Linked DNA regions of Sus scrofa: region 2 is linked to region 1. The links are chromatin contacts, called in public HiChIP or PLAC-seq maps. All regions are on one chromosome and are shown on one strand. Each heading gives the region's core, a stretch centred on a gene start, on an enhancer-like site or on the middle of the called end of the contact. The rest is flanking DNA. Distances are from core to core; before and after follow the strand shown. Region 1 holds the start of CIC (protein capicua homolog). Region 2 overlaps DEDD2 (DNA-binding death effector domain-containing protein 2).

The links. HiChIP or PLAC-seq counts read pairs in DNA pulled down with a chosen protein or histone mark.
Region 2: an H3K27ac HiChIP or PLAC-seq map of alveolar macrophages shows a contact between it and region 1. The contact joins the enhancer-like site here to the promoter of CIC in region 1. A contact is called at or near these places in 2 of 5 promoter capture datasets (fetal liver and liver), 4 of 47 Hi-C or Micro-C datasets (fetal liver, heart right ventricle, liver and 1 more) and 1 of 2 datasets of contacts at active chromatin or transcription factors (alveolar macrophages).

The regions. Positions count from the first base shown.
Region 1 is chr6:49,662,388-49,666,246 of Sscrofa11.1, forward strand. It overlaps CIC (protein capicua homolog), which reads right to left and starts at 1,759. Exons shown (of 22, transcript XM_021094423.1): 1 at 1,612-1,759; 2 at 1-571. The coding sequence starts at 1,621.
Region 2 is chr6:49,721,741-49,725,346 of Sscrofa11.1, forward strand. All of the region lies in intron 5 of DEDD2 (DNA-binding death effector domain-containing protein 2), which reads left to right. Among named protein-coding and RNA genes, the nearest start is that of DEDD2, 13 kb to the left of the region's middle. Within about 2 kb of position 2,256, at least 10 of the 83 cell types and tissues checked have an H3K27ac peak or open chromatin away from gene starts, as enhancers often do. A contact at or near this core is called in alveolar macrophages, liver and retroperitoneal adipose tissue, where this site is marked.

The DNA.
Region 1 (3,859 bases), core at 509-3,008:
GCCGGCTCATCCTCCAGGTCGGCTGAGTGCTCACTGGCTGTATCGGTGGAAGAGGAGCGGGCGGAGGTGGGTGGCTGTGGAGGCACACCCAGGGCGCCGGCCTCCTCAGGGGTCCGTGCCCGCTCTTCAGGGCCACTGGCTGCCCCGCTGCTGCCACTACCAGCCCCGTGCTCCTCCACATACTTCTTCTTGGGTGCTCGTGACTTGAACGTAGCCGTCTTTCGACTGAGTGAGGGCTCCCAGCGGCCTGCTTCCCCCTCCAACTTGGGTTCCTCGGCTGGGCCTGGGGCTGGCTCGTCGGGGCGCAGTTCCAGGGGCAGGCCCTCAGCTCCAGGGCCCTGCTCGGCCTCCTCCTCTTCCCCCTCCTCAGCCTCTTCTGGCCCCGGCTGCTGCTGCTGCTGCTGCTGCTGCTGCTGCGGCGCCTCATCGTCTTCCTCCTCTGGCTTGTCACCCTCCCCAGCACCTCGCCGCCTCAGGGCCTTGGCCCTGGTAGCTGGTGGGGACTTGCCACCAGTGCCAGAACCTGGGAGGCCAGCACATGCCTTCTTCATTGGCTTCATCTTTTGTCCACCTGCAGGGTGAAAGGGCAGACGGGGATCATTGGAAGCAACTCAGGAAGACTCCCAGACCCCGTTTTCCCCAGGACTTTCCACTTGCTGAGGCCACTGCCTCACCTCCACAATCTCCAAGGTCTCCTTCCTGGCTGCCCCTGGCCGGCACCCAGACACAGACTGGCACCCATCTGCCTCCTGTGCAGAGAACAGAGTAGGTGCAAGCACACACTCTGACTGCCCCAAGGGGACATGACAAGCAGTAACAGTTCATGCCTATGGAGCACTAACTTTATGCCAAGCCCTGGGCTAAGCCTGACTTTATTAACCCATTTCAGCATCACAACAACCCTAAGAGGCAGGTGCTACTATCAGCCCCATTCCACACTTGAGGAAAATGGAGCACAGAGAGATCAAGCAACCTGTCTAAATTCATCCAGCTAGGAAAGGGCAGAGCTAAGATCTGAACCCAGGCGATCTGGCTCCAGTCTGTGCTCCTAACCATTTCAGTGTGCTGCCGCCTGTCACATGATCCAGAGGGCACACTTCCTTGCACTGTCACTGTCCAGAGAGCACGCACACTCACACACACACATGCACAGGCACACAGTCACAGAAAGGGAGGTAACGGGGCTGTGATGGGAGCCTCTCTCTACCACCACCCCCCGACCCCCATGGGCAGCCTGGGCATGGCCAGGCATTGTGGGAAGGAGTGCGTAGCTGAGAGTCCCAAGGGACAGCTGCCCACGTTGCTCTGCACCCCAGGCCTGCCAGGTATAGCTGTCTCCCCAGATCCTGGCAGGGAACAGGCAGGGGCAAGTCTGGGGCAAAAGCTCATACCCAATGCTGCCACGGGGCCGTGAATAAGCACACACATGCCCACAAAGCCACACACACACACACACACACACACACACGCACACACAGAGGCACGCACACGTCATCACACAGTGGGGCACAGAGCTACACCCCAGGGTTTCACTGTCCCACTGGATGGAAGCCTGCCCCTCCCCCCACAGCACCCAGTATGATACCCGAAAGCCCAGCCCCCTCTTCTGACCTGCTTGCATCCCCGCCCTGGCTGGGCTGGCTCTGGCAAGGTGGCGGAGCCGACCGGGCCCCCCTGGCCCCCAAATATGCCCTCAGACTCCAGGTGGGGGTAAGTAGGAGAAGGTCAAAGAAAGCAGGACAAGCCCAGCAGACCAACCTCACCCACTTCCTGAACAGTCATTACTGCCCGCCCCCTTTCAAGCTGCCCTGAGAAAAGAGAAGGGAAAAAACTTTACTCTAAAGTGACTAAGAGAACCTGAGAGGCCCAAAGGGGGGGCCTCTTGGAGAGTTGGGGGACCCAGGACCATAAGACAAACACAAGCAGAGGCAACCCTGACTTCAGGCTCCTACGGTATCCCTGACCACATGCTCTCCTACTTGGGGCCTGCTGCTCCCTTGGGTCCTGCAGTCCCAGTTGGCCCCTTCTCTGAGCCATACCTAGGGTCCTCACAGGCAGAGGCTGGAGGGCCCGGGGCTTCTCACACTGGGACAGGAACCCAAGTGCCCAGGAGTCACCACCACCACCTTCTCCCCACTGACCTGCTGGGCCCATCATCCTGAGGACTGAGATCCAGCCCCAACACAAACCTTTGCAGACCCCACCCAGGGCCTGTAACTACACTGCCTGGCACCCCTGGACTCTGCTGCCCAGCCCAGCCTCATCACACCAGAAACCAAGCAGCCTCTCTCTTTCCCTTGGGGCCTACTCTCTTCCTGTCCACTCCTCTCTGGCTAACTCCTACCCAAGGCCCTGTGAGCCCTCACCTCCCTCAGAGTCTAAGCAGTAACTCCTGAACCCCGGGCCGGCCCAGGCTCTTCAGGGTCTCCTGTCCTCTGCTCCCATCGGGCCTCCTAGCACCAGTTTCTCTGCCACACTCTCTCCCATCCTGTCACCATCTCTATCTCTACCTCTCTCTTCAGAGGCCCTAGGTCCCCTCCTCAGGCACCCCTCCTTGTCAACCTCATCTATCTCTGTCACCTCTTCCCTCCAGTCACTCTCATGTCAGCCATCTCTGGACCTGTCACCTCTCCCCATCAGCTCTCCTTGTCACCCCCTCGAACTCTGTCCCCTCCCTCTCCCTGTCACCCTGATCTAGTCCTATCAGCCCTCCATTCCTGTTACCTATTTTCTGCCCAACACCCCCTCCTTGTCAGCCTTTTTCTGTCACTCCTCCTCCCCACCACCTCCTCCACTCAGTCCCCTTCCCACCATCCTACTCACGCCTTTTCCCCTGTACCCCCTCCCCGTCCCTGCCACCTGTCCCCTCTCGGCCCCAGCACCCCAAATACCCCCTGCCTGTGTCAGCCCTGGCCCCGCCCCTCACCTCGGGCTCAGCGGGGTTTCGGGGCGGGGGCCGAGGCCCCGGCTCGGTCCGGTCCGGTCCCTCCCCGCCCCCCCTCCGGCTCTCCCTCTCGATTCTCCCTTTTTTTTTACTCCAACATACAAAATGGTGAATGGACCTGCAACAGCTGGAGCAGCCAGCCAATCAGCGGCCACAACCCCGCTGACCGGCGCCATCCTAGACCAATAAGTATTCGGAGCCTGGACAGCTCCGCCTCTCACCGCCGAGCGACGCTTGCCACAACCAATCGCGCCCACCCGGCAGCGCTAGGGGGTGGGGCCAAAGTCCAAGATCGGCCTCCCTCTGGGACCGACACCAACCCGAGCCTACGACCGCCGGATCAGCCCAGGATCCCTCCCTACATGAAATGATCGGCACCAGTATTGACCAATCGTAGTCCGTCTTAGTACCGAATGACGAATACAGTACCCAGTCGCCTTGCACTCTAGGCCGGAACCCAGCCTCTGTGAGGGACAGTAGCCAATGAAATGAAAGAAGGTGGGGCTAAGGGACAGGCACTCCAATGAGAAGGCTCGGAAGGCGTGGCCTGAGCATTTGTTGACCGGCTAATCGCAGTTCCTGCTGGGAATGGTAGTCTTCTTACATCTCCGGCCCATAGTCGACAGTACAAGGCAGACTACAACTCCCATGTAACAGAGTGCTTGGAGCACCGAAGAACCCGTGCGAGGAGAAAAAGTCGAAAGGGCAGTTCCTCTTGAGTCTCACTGGACACCAGGGGCATCTTAGACCCAGGGCCCCGACTCACCCGGATTCCCGGCTCTGGCGTCGCCGCTGGCTCCTCTCAGTGGCGGCGGTAGCGGCACAAGGGGGAGGTGCGAGGAGCAGCCAACCGCCACCCTCGAGTCCCGTAGCCAATCAACAGCGGTCAGGGCGGTGCAATGACCTCACCGGGTT
Region 2 (3,606 bases), core at 1,006-3,505, 60 kb after region 1:
ACTTCTCTCCATGTGTCTGGCTTCCATCCTGAGCCAGCCACCTTTGGCCCGCCTGGGTTCTATTCCTTACTGTCCTGCTGCTTCTGCAGAGCAGCCCGGGTTGTCTCCGTGACTTGATGAGGCCACTTCCTTCGTGCTGTTCTCAGAGGACTCATTATGTACAAGGCACTGGCCTCAGCCCTCTATCTGCACCCAGCCATGTAGTCCTTATAGTGGCTCCATGAGAACAGGTGCTGGGGTGAGGTGGTTTTATGGAGGAGGCCCCCAGATTCCCTACCCTGGCCGCCAGGGCATGGTCAGCCCCGCCCCTCCAGTTGTCCCCTTGTGCCCTTTTCCATCATGGTCCAGCCTGTGAATTCCCCAAGTTCATTTACTGCCTCTGGATTTTTCATATACGCCGTTCTCTCTTCTGGGAATGCTGCTCTGCTCTTTTCACTGTGTTCCTGTCTCGACCTACTTGTCTTCTTCACATTTCACTGCAAACATCACTTCCTAGAGAGGCCCTCTCTGATCATTTCGATCTAAATTACAACTCACTCTCTATAATTTTCTCTCCTGACCCTTGGGATGGCTTTCAATTATAGACTTCACATAGCCATGGTTGTTTGAGAGGCAGCAAACAGGATAGGGATAGTTAAAAGCTTTGGTGCTCTGGAGCCAGGCATCTTGGTTGAAATTCCAGCTCAACCACTTCTGCCTCTTTGGCCTCAGGCAGGTGACTCATCCTGTATCCACGAGGACGAAGGTTCAATCCTGGGCCTCGCTCAGTGGGTTAACGATTCAGCGTTGCCATAAGCTGCAGTGTAGCTGCTCGGATCTGGCGTGGCTGTGGCTGTGGTGTAGGCCAGCAGATGCAGCTCCAATTTGACCCCTAGCCCAGGAACTTCCATGTGCCGCTGGTGCGGCCTTAGAAAATGAAAAAATAAATTATAAATAAATGAAATTTTACCTGCATGTTTAATAATAAAAAAAAGGTTGGTAGATGTGCAGCGTGTGAAGGTAGTGTAGTACGCACTGTATAAAAGGCCCCTGTGGGTGAGCTGAGGAGAGAAGTAAGGAGAGCGCTCGAGACGCCCGTGGTTCAGGCCGGGGCTGGAGCCGTGGCTCAGATGATGCATGTTTCTCCTTTTCCCTGGTGGAGCTTCCCTGTCCTCCTCTTCTGTGTGCCATCCTCTTGTATTCCAGACCAGAGGTTGGACTGTTTCCTCCGCTGTAAACAGGGTAATGAAAGTGCTGTGAGAACTCAGGGTTAAGATAGAGAAAGCACCCAGGGAGGGCCTGGCCCCCTTGAGGGGTCCTTGACTGGGGCTCACTTGGCTCCCAGCCCCATTTGTGGCGGGGCCCTCATGTCTGCCCAGCATTCCTGGCTGTTGGTAAATCTCTGTCGGATGGAGGAATGAATAGACACACGTGGGTTCACCCTGATCCTGCCCTCCTTCCACCCCTACCGTGCCCAGTGGGCTCTGGGCGAACAGATAGTCTCTACCGCCGGTCTGTGCCAAAGAGAAAGGCCACCTGGGAGGGGAGTCACTGGGCATTTGGGGCAGGGGAGATGGACAGGTTTTTTGAGTAAGGCTTGTGCTGGAAGCTTTGGCTGCAGGGCAGGGTCTGGTAGTCAGTAGTGGGGATTGAGGAGATAAGGGAGGAGGTTCACTCAGGGCCCCAGGTGAGAGAGGGCAAGACCTAGGCAGAGGCCCAGGGTGGGGGTAGAGGGGTGAGTGTCAAAATCACAGTTCCTGCTTTTGGGCACCTCTCTGTCTAGGCCCTGGGTCAGGTGCTTCACGAGCTGCCTGATTTAATCCTCATGACCTCATTGTGCAGCAGGGACCTCTTGTTTGTCTCTTTATGTTTTTCAGATGGGGAAACTGAGGCTCAGAGAGGTGAGGTCACATGCCCAAGGCCCCACAGCTAGAGAGTGGCAGAGCCGGGACTCGCCTCAAGGTCTGTCGGACTCCGCCACCAGGCTCTGTGCCTCTGCCACTGAGCAGCCCCGTGTGGCCTTGGACAGGTGCTGCTCCTCCCAGTCCCCTGTTCCCTGGCCCATGCTTTTTGAGGGCATGGTTAGACACTCATAGGAGTCAAGGATGTGGGCCCAAAGGTCTTATCTGGTCCTTAGAATGGGGGGAGCTGGGTCTGTGGGAAGTCCTGGAGGCTAAGGCTGGGCTGGTTTTCCTGGGCCTTAAGCAGAAAGGGTGAGGTTCCTCTCAAGGCAGAAGGAGGAACATTTGGGTTTTGGGGTGAGAGGAGGAAGTGGGTGGTGCTGAGAAGTTGCCTGGGGAAGCAGGGAACCTGCCTTCTGCTTTCTGCTCTGTCAGTGACACAGTCTGTGAAAGGTGAAGGGAGTCAGAGGCTTCACACTTCCCTTCTCAGAGCTTCAATTATCTCATCTGTCAGATGGATTGACTGTGGCCCCTGCCCCTAGGGCTGATCCCACTGAATCTCTAAGGGTAAACTGTTTGGGACCTCACAGTTGTTGGTGGCTGGCTTTTTTTTTTTGTCTTTTTAGGGCTGCACCCTCAGCATACAGAGGTTCCCAGGCTAGGGGTCAAATTGGACCTGTAGCTGCCAGCCTACACCTTAGTCACAGCAATGCAGGATCTGAGCAGCATCTGTGACCTACACGACAGCTCACAGCAACACTAGATCCTTAACCCATTGAGTGAGGCCAGGGATTGAACCTGCGTCCTCATGGATGCTAGTCAGATTTGTTTCTGCTGAGCCATGACAGGAACTCCTGGCTGCCATTCTTTAGCGGTCATCAGTCACCATGTATAGTGCTCTACTTTTATTTTTCATTTTTGTTTTAGTTTTTAATGTTTTAGAACTACACCTGTGGCATGTGTAAGTTCCCAGGCTAGGGGTTGAATTGGAACTGCAGCTGCCAACCTATACCACAGCTACAGCAAGGTGGGATCCGAGCCACATCTGTGACCTATACCACTGCTCCTGGCAATGCAGGATCCTTGACCTATTCATTGAGCAAGGCCTGTGATTGAACCTGCATCATCATGGATACTGTTCAGGTTCTTAATCTGCTGAGCCCCAACAGGAACGCCTTTATTTTTCATTTTTATTATTACTATTTTGGCTGCACCCACAGCAGGTGGAAGTTCTCCCACCCAAAGATTGAATCTGGGCCACAGCTGCTACCTACTCTGTAGCTGCGGCAATGCCGGATCCTTTAACCAACTGCTCTGGGCCTGGGATTGAATCCTCTCCTCTGCAGTGACCCAAGCTGCTGCAGTCAGATTCCTAACCCACTATGCCACACCAGGAACTCCACCATTGCACCATTTTAAATCATCTGACCAGCCCTTTTCCAGTAGGGATTGTCCCCTTGGTTTAGGCAGGACCCTGTCTCAGAGAGGTGGTAACTTGCGCCAGGTCACAGTTAGTGCCTGAAGGTTCTTGGGTTGGAATCGGCTCCACTGACTTGAAGCTGCTTTCTGGTGCATGGGAGGGTCAGTGACCCCTGTCATGCACTGCCACCCCTGGCCATGTGACCTTGGGTAAATCACATCACTTCTCTTTGTCTCCATTTTGTCTGTAAATTGGAGAGATAATAGGGCCTGCCCCACAGGGTTGTTTGTGAATTAATAAATGAGT